2 separate regions of the Mustela erminea genome follow, and region 1 is linked to region 2. The links are chromatin contacts, called in public Hi-C maps. All regions are on one chromosome and are shown on one strand. The core of a region is the stretch at or near the end of the contact, and the rest is flanking DNA. Distances in the headings are between cores, read along the strand shown.

Region 1 (2,700 bases), core at 174-2,673, 66 kb before region 2:
CCACTACTATCTACTTTACAGTTGAGGAAAATGAGGAGCAGAGAGATGAAATATCTCCCGCAAGCTCACATAACTTGTAAGTAGCAGTCCCCAGATTTGTACACAAGGACTCAGGGTCCAGAGTCCAAGTTTAACTACCTCACTCTGCTACTTCCAGGTGACCCTAATGGGGGCTATGACAGAGGCCGGTGACCGCATTATCCCACTTTTACTAAAGCCTCTGAAGCTGAACTTCCCCACGGTGACACACTAAGTAGCAGCGCTGACATCCAACCAGGGCTTTCGAGCCAAGTCCAGTGTTCTTTCTAGAGCAGGTAACCAGCCAGCTCTAGGGGTTGACTACATGGCCCCCAGGCCTGGTTGCCTGAGTTAAGGCACCACTCTGATTGCTGGCTTGCCGGTCATTAGGTAAATTACCAAACTTCTGTGTTTGTTTCTCATCTGTAAAATGAGAATGGGAACATTAACACCAATTGTAGAGCATCCTTGTGACAGCAAAGGAGTTATTAGGTGTCACACACTTAAACGGAGAGTGCCTGGACTATAATAAGTACTCAGTAGGCGTGAACCATCACTTTTCCTTCTGGACCACTGGTAGCTAGCAAACGTATAACGTGACCCAAACAGTAATTTTAAGTTTCCTAGTGGCCACATTTTAAAAAGCAAACAACAAAACAAAAAAAAAAACACCACGAAACTATTTTAAATGTGTTTTCTTTAATCAAATAGATCTAAAACGGTAATAACCAATTTTGCTATCAACTGTCGTTTATAATCAATATAAAATTATGAATGAGATCTATTTTTTGGTGCTAAGTCTCGGAAATCCGATGTGTACTCTACACCTACAGCACGTTTCAACACGAAACAGCCACGTCGCTTGTGGCTGGTGGCAGCGCAGCCCTAGAGGGGCCCCACACCCGCGCCCCGTCCCCCCACAACTCCTTCCCGCGACCAGCTGGCCCGCGCCCTAGGCCCCGCCTCGCGCCCCGCCCAGGTTACATCACAGAGCCCGCAGGCCCCGTCGGTGGGAGACCCGGGCCCTGGCCGCGTGTACCCGGCCGCTCGCATCCTCTCCGCTCCAAGCACCCAAGTTCTGAAAGGAAGCAACGTCCACTACAAAGCCCTGGCGGCAGTCGGTCTACCCGCCGGCCGCCCGGGTGCTAGCCGGCGGGAGGCGGGAGTCTGAAGCCCCCATGCGTACCTCGCCCCCAACGGCCCTCCGCTCGCGCCGCTACCATTGCGAGGTCGAGGCGGCGGGGCCGACGCCCATTGGCTTGCCTCAGCCCTCCGCCCGCCCCCTCGCCGCGTTTATTGGTCGGAGCAGCGGCGCCCGCGGGATAGGCGGTGGCGGCGCCCCTCCCTCGCGCCGGCCCTCAAGAGGGCGACGAGGAAGCGGCCGCCTCCCTGCGCCCCGCCCCACGGGCTTGCTCGGTGGCTCCGGCTCCTCCCGACTTCTCCCGGCTCCTCCCGGCCGTCTCCCGGCTCCCTCCGGCTTCGGCTCAGGCGCAGCGGCGGCGGGTAGGTGCGGCGGCAGGCGGGGCCCGATCTGAGGGGCGGCCTCCCCACTGTCCCGGGGGCTGCCCGAGCCGCGCCCCGCGGGCGCTTGGGACCCCGCAGGGCCCGCGGGAGGCTGGGAAGGGCGGTGGCCGCGGGCCTGTGGGACGCGGGGGCGGCCGGGCTGGGGGCCTGCGGGCGTGTTCTTCCGAGGCTTAGAGGAGTGATCCGGGGGCGCCTCGGGGCGGACCGGGCTGAGAGGACCGGGGTTTCGGGCGTCTGGGGCGTGGGGCCGAGCGACATGCTTTGGGCTCAGGATGGGGTTGCGCTCGCGGAGCGAGGGTCGGCTGCGGTCTGCGGCCCTGGGTGGGGTTCAGGGGCATAGAAAAACTCAAAGGTCCTTGAGACTTCGGGGGTCAGTTGAGGTGGGGTTGATGTGAGCTAGAGAGAGTGGCCAGTCTGGGGTTACGGGCAGGGCTGAGGGGCGGTCTGGAGAACCGGGCCCCAGCCTGGGCTCTCTGCGCGCGTCTCCTCCCGCACTGCTGGGGGACTAGCGTGTGTCTGGCTGCGGGAGGGCAAAGCCGTCGCAGCAAGGGTGGGGATGGGAGGATTGGGACTAGGACCGGGAGGGGGCAGTTGGAAACATTACCCAGAACCGAGATTGTGATTTAGCACCTGGACCAGGTTCTCCGCTGGTGTTGCTTGAGCCCTTTTTTGGTGAAATTACCCCGTGGGGGTCAGGACGTTGGTTTTTTTGTTTGTTTCCACCCAGGAACGTGTAAATTAAATGCTTTTGCTACGTTAGGGAGGAGGCAGTCATTACGCTTAGGTTTGTGTTTTAGCACCCAGACCCGGTGTGGAAGGTGCTTCTGGGGAAGGTTAGTGTTACCCAGCTCTCTCCTGGAAACTCCCTTTCTCCTTTCCCTCCTCTGGTTCGGTTACACTATTGCTCCCCAGGGCCTCTCGATTCGCTCTCCCGGGCTGCATAGCATTGCAGTGTTTCTTGCTGTGTGTGTGTGTGTGTGTGTGTGTGTGTGTGTGTGTGCCTGTCTCCCGCCCGTTTCCCTGCTGCTGCACTTTTGGCAACTGCCTCTGCTCTTTCCCAGGGATGGTTGTGGCATTGCATCAGGGGATATTTGTGCTTGTAATTTGCTCACTCAGCCCAGGAAGAGGGAGAATAGTATGCTGCAGAGATGGGAGGGG
Region 2 (2,700 bases), core at 135-2,634:
TACTTTGCATGGAATTGATCTCTGGGATTAAGAGGAAAGTTAACTTGATAAGAACTGAACTCACACTAAGGTGGAATGATGGGCCTTCTGGGGTATAAGTCCCTGTACCCCCTTTGAAATTGTGAAACAGGATTTTTTTTTTTTTTAAGATTTTATTTATTTATTTGACAGACAGAGATCACAAGTAGGCAGAAAGGCAGGCAGAGAGAGAGGGGGAAGCAGGCTCCCCGCAGAGCAGAGAGCCCGATGCGGGGCTCGATCCCAGGACCCTGGGATCATGACCTGAGCCGAAGGCAGAGGCTTTAACCCACTGAGCCACCCAGGCGCCCCGTGAAACAGGATTCTACACTTTTATTTTATTTTTACACTTTTAAAAAAGAGAATGCTGACTACCACAAATAATCTTGGTACAGTTTTGGCAAATGTGACAGAGTGAAATGAAAATGTGACAGTGGCTGTGCAGAGTGTCTCACTATGTTGGTGGGAATTAGGCTTCTGTTTCTCTTTTTCATCATGAGTTTTCTTGCTCCACTTTAGCTTCAGAGGAGTACCTTTGGGAGGGTGGAGGGTCCAGGTCCAGGAAGTAGATCCTGGAGGACCAAGGCAGCAACAGGCCATTTGCAGACTAGATTGCTAATGGTAATTTCTCATCAGACACAATCAACACAGATCTGGAGTGAGTGACTGACTATATAGGTAAGACTGACCTAACATTTTCTGTTTTTTTTTTTTTGTTTTTTTAGAGATTTTATTTATTTATTTGACAGAGGGAGACCCAGCGAGAGAGGGAACACAAGCAGGGGGATTGGGAGAGGGAGAACCAGGCTTCTCACTGAGCAGGGAGCCCAATGCAGGGCTTGATCCTAGTACCCCAGGATCATGACTTGAGTCAAAGGCAGATGCCTAAGGGTTGAGCCACTCAGGCGCCCCTGACTTAATATTTTCAAGAGGAATTTTGGGACCTTGAGAAGTTGCCCATACTTCTTTGTATTTAAATTAATTGTGAACACCAGTCTCTATAAACCTAGAAAATCGTTCAGTAACTAATTCCAGAGTGTGTAATCTAAAGTAAACCATACAACAGAGGAGATGCTTTGTGAGCTCATCGTATCTTATTTACTCCGCATGAGTACATGGCTATTAATAGTCAGAGGCTAGTCAGGAGCCCAAAATTCTGTTCTGTGCTTCATCATCTTGTCATATCATTATTTCTTGTCTTCGTTCACATATTTTCAAAACTCTTCTCAACAGATAGTTTCATTTCAGGCATGTAGTCAGAATGAAAGATCAGATGTCCAAAGCGCTATGCTTGAAAACTGTGTGTTCTCTTGGTGCCTGGTTAAATAATATGGGGCTTATTTTTTGGCAGAGTGGTGTCAAGTCTCCTTTGATGTTAGCCAGAACTGGGTGGAGTTTCTTAAGCTCCAGTCAGATTTGCTCAAGCAGGGCACTGTGCAGTGATGAGTTTTTTAGTCTTTCCCTTTGCCAAAAAGCTTTTGCCTTTTAATAAATCTGCACCCAGTTATAATTGGGAGTACTTGACATATAAAAATCAGGCATGCACATTGAGGATCTGTGTGCAGTTTATTTCTAATTTAAGTGATGAATCTAAATTATAAGCAGCTTATAGAATAATCAGCCTCAGGAATCATTTAACATACCACTCTCATTTTACAGATTAGGGAACTCAGCCCCTGAATGTGACTCACAGGAAGCTTTAGAACTGGTGCCTCAGTGAGGCATAGAAACTTCTGTACCTAGCTTTTTTTTTTTTTTTTTTGCCTCCCAGAGCCTTTTAAAGGTAAAACTTTTATACAGATAAGAAAGATGTAGTAGATGCCACAACGTGGATGGAACTAGAGGGTATTATGCTTAGCGAAATAAGTCAGTCAGAGAAAGAACTCCCTGATAGGAGGAAGTGGAGATGCATCGTGGGAGGTTTGGCGGGGGTGGGGGGTGGCGCGGGGCGGGGGGGGGGTAGGAATAAATGAAACAAGATAGGATGGGGAGGGAGACAAACCATAAGAGACTTAGTCTCATAAAACAAACTGAGGGTTGCTGGGGGGAGGGAGAGGGTGGTGGGGTTATGGACATTGGGGAGGGTATGTGCTATGGTGAGTGCTGTGAAGTGTGTAAACCTGGTGATTCACAGACCTGTACCCCTGGGGCTAATAATTCATTATATGTTAATAAAAAATTAAAGAATAAAAAAAAAGAAGAAGATGAAAAGAACCTGGGTCCTTGAAAGTCATTGAGTTACTGAATTGATCAGCCATGATATTGCCTTCTCCTGGGACTCCTGTAATGGAGGATAATAAATGCTTATTTTTATTGGGGGGGGGGGAAGGAATAGTGTAAATAGTCAAGAAGAGATCATTTCTTTTTAGTAGGTAGTCCTCATTCATACGGGTACATTTTTGGACCTTCCTGAATATCCAGATTTGAGAGTAACATTTTGCCATACCCTTATGTCCATAAATTACATAACTCAACATTTTAAGGCATAACTGAATATTAAGTGACCTTAAATGGTTCTGTGAGTGTGGGATGAAATTCACCCATGAATTCATTAAAATCAATTCCAAAACACTGGCAAAACCGGTTTAACAAACCTGTAGAACACTTACTTAATTTATTATACTTGTATATATTTTAGAATAGAATAACTATAAAATTGAATCATCTGTTTAATTTATTGAA

What was found. Hi-C and Micro-C count contacts between places; a contact is called where the count stands out from the background.
Region 1: a Hi-C map of skeletal muscle shows a contact between it and region 2, with 3 times the contacts expected there. The contact joins the promoter of MAP4 here to the enhancer-like site in region 2. A contact is called at or near these places in 2 of 3 Hi-C or Micro-C datasets (fibroblasts and skeletal muscle).

Annotation. Positions count from the first base shown.
Region 1 is chr1:18,162,708-18,165,407 of mMusErm1.Pri, reverse strand. MAP4 (microtubule-associated protein 4) reads left to right here and starts at 1,423. Exons shown (of 18, transcript XM_032318330.1): 1 at 1,423-1,521.
Region 2 is chr1:18,096,630-18,099,329 of mMusErm1.Pri, reverse strand. All of the region lies in intron 1 of MAP4 (microtubule-associated protein 4), which reads left to right. Among named protein-coding and RNA genes, the nearest start is that of MAP4, 66 kb to the left of the region's middle. Within about 2 kb of position 1,384, the one cell type or tissue checked has open chromatin away from gene starts, as enhancers often do. A contact at or near this core is called in fibroblasts, where this site is marked.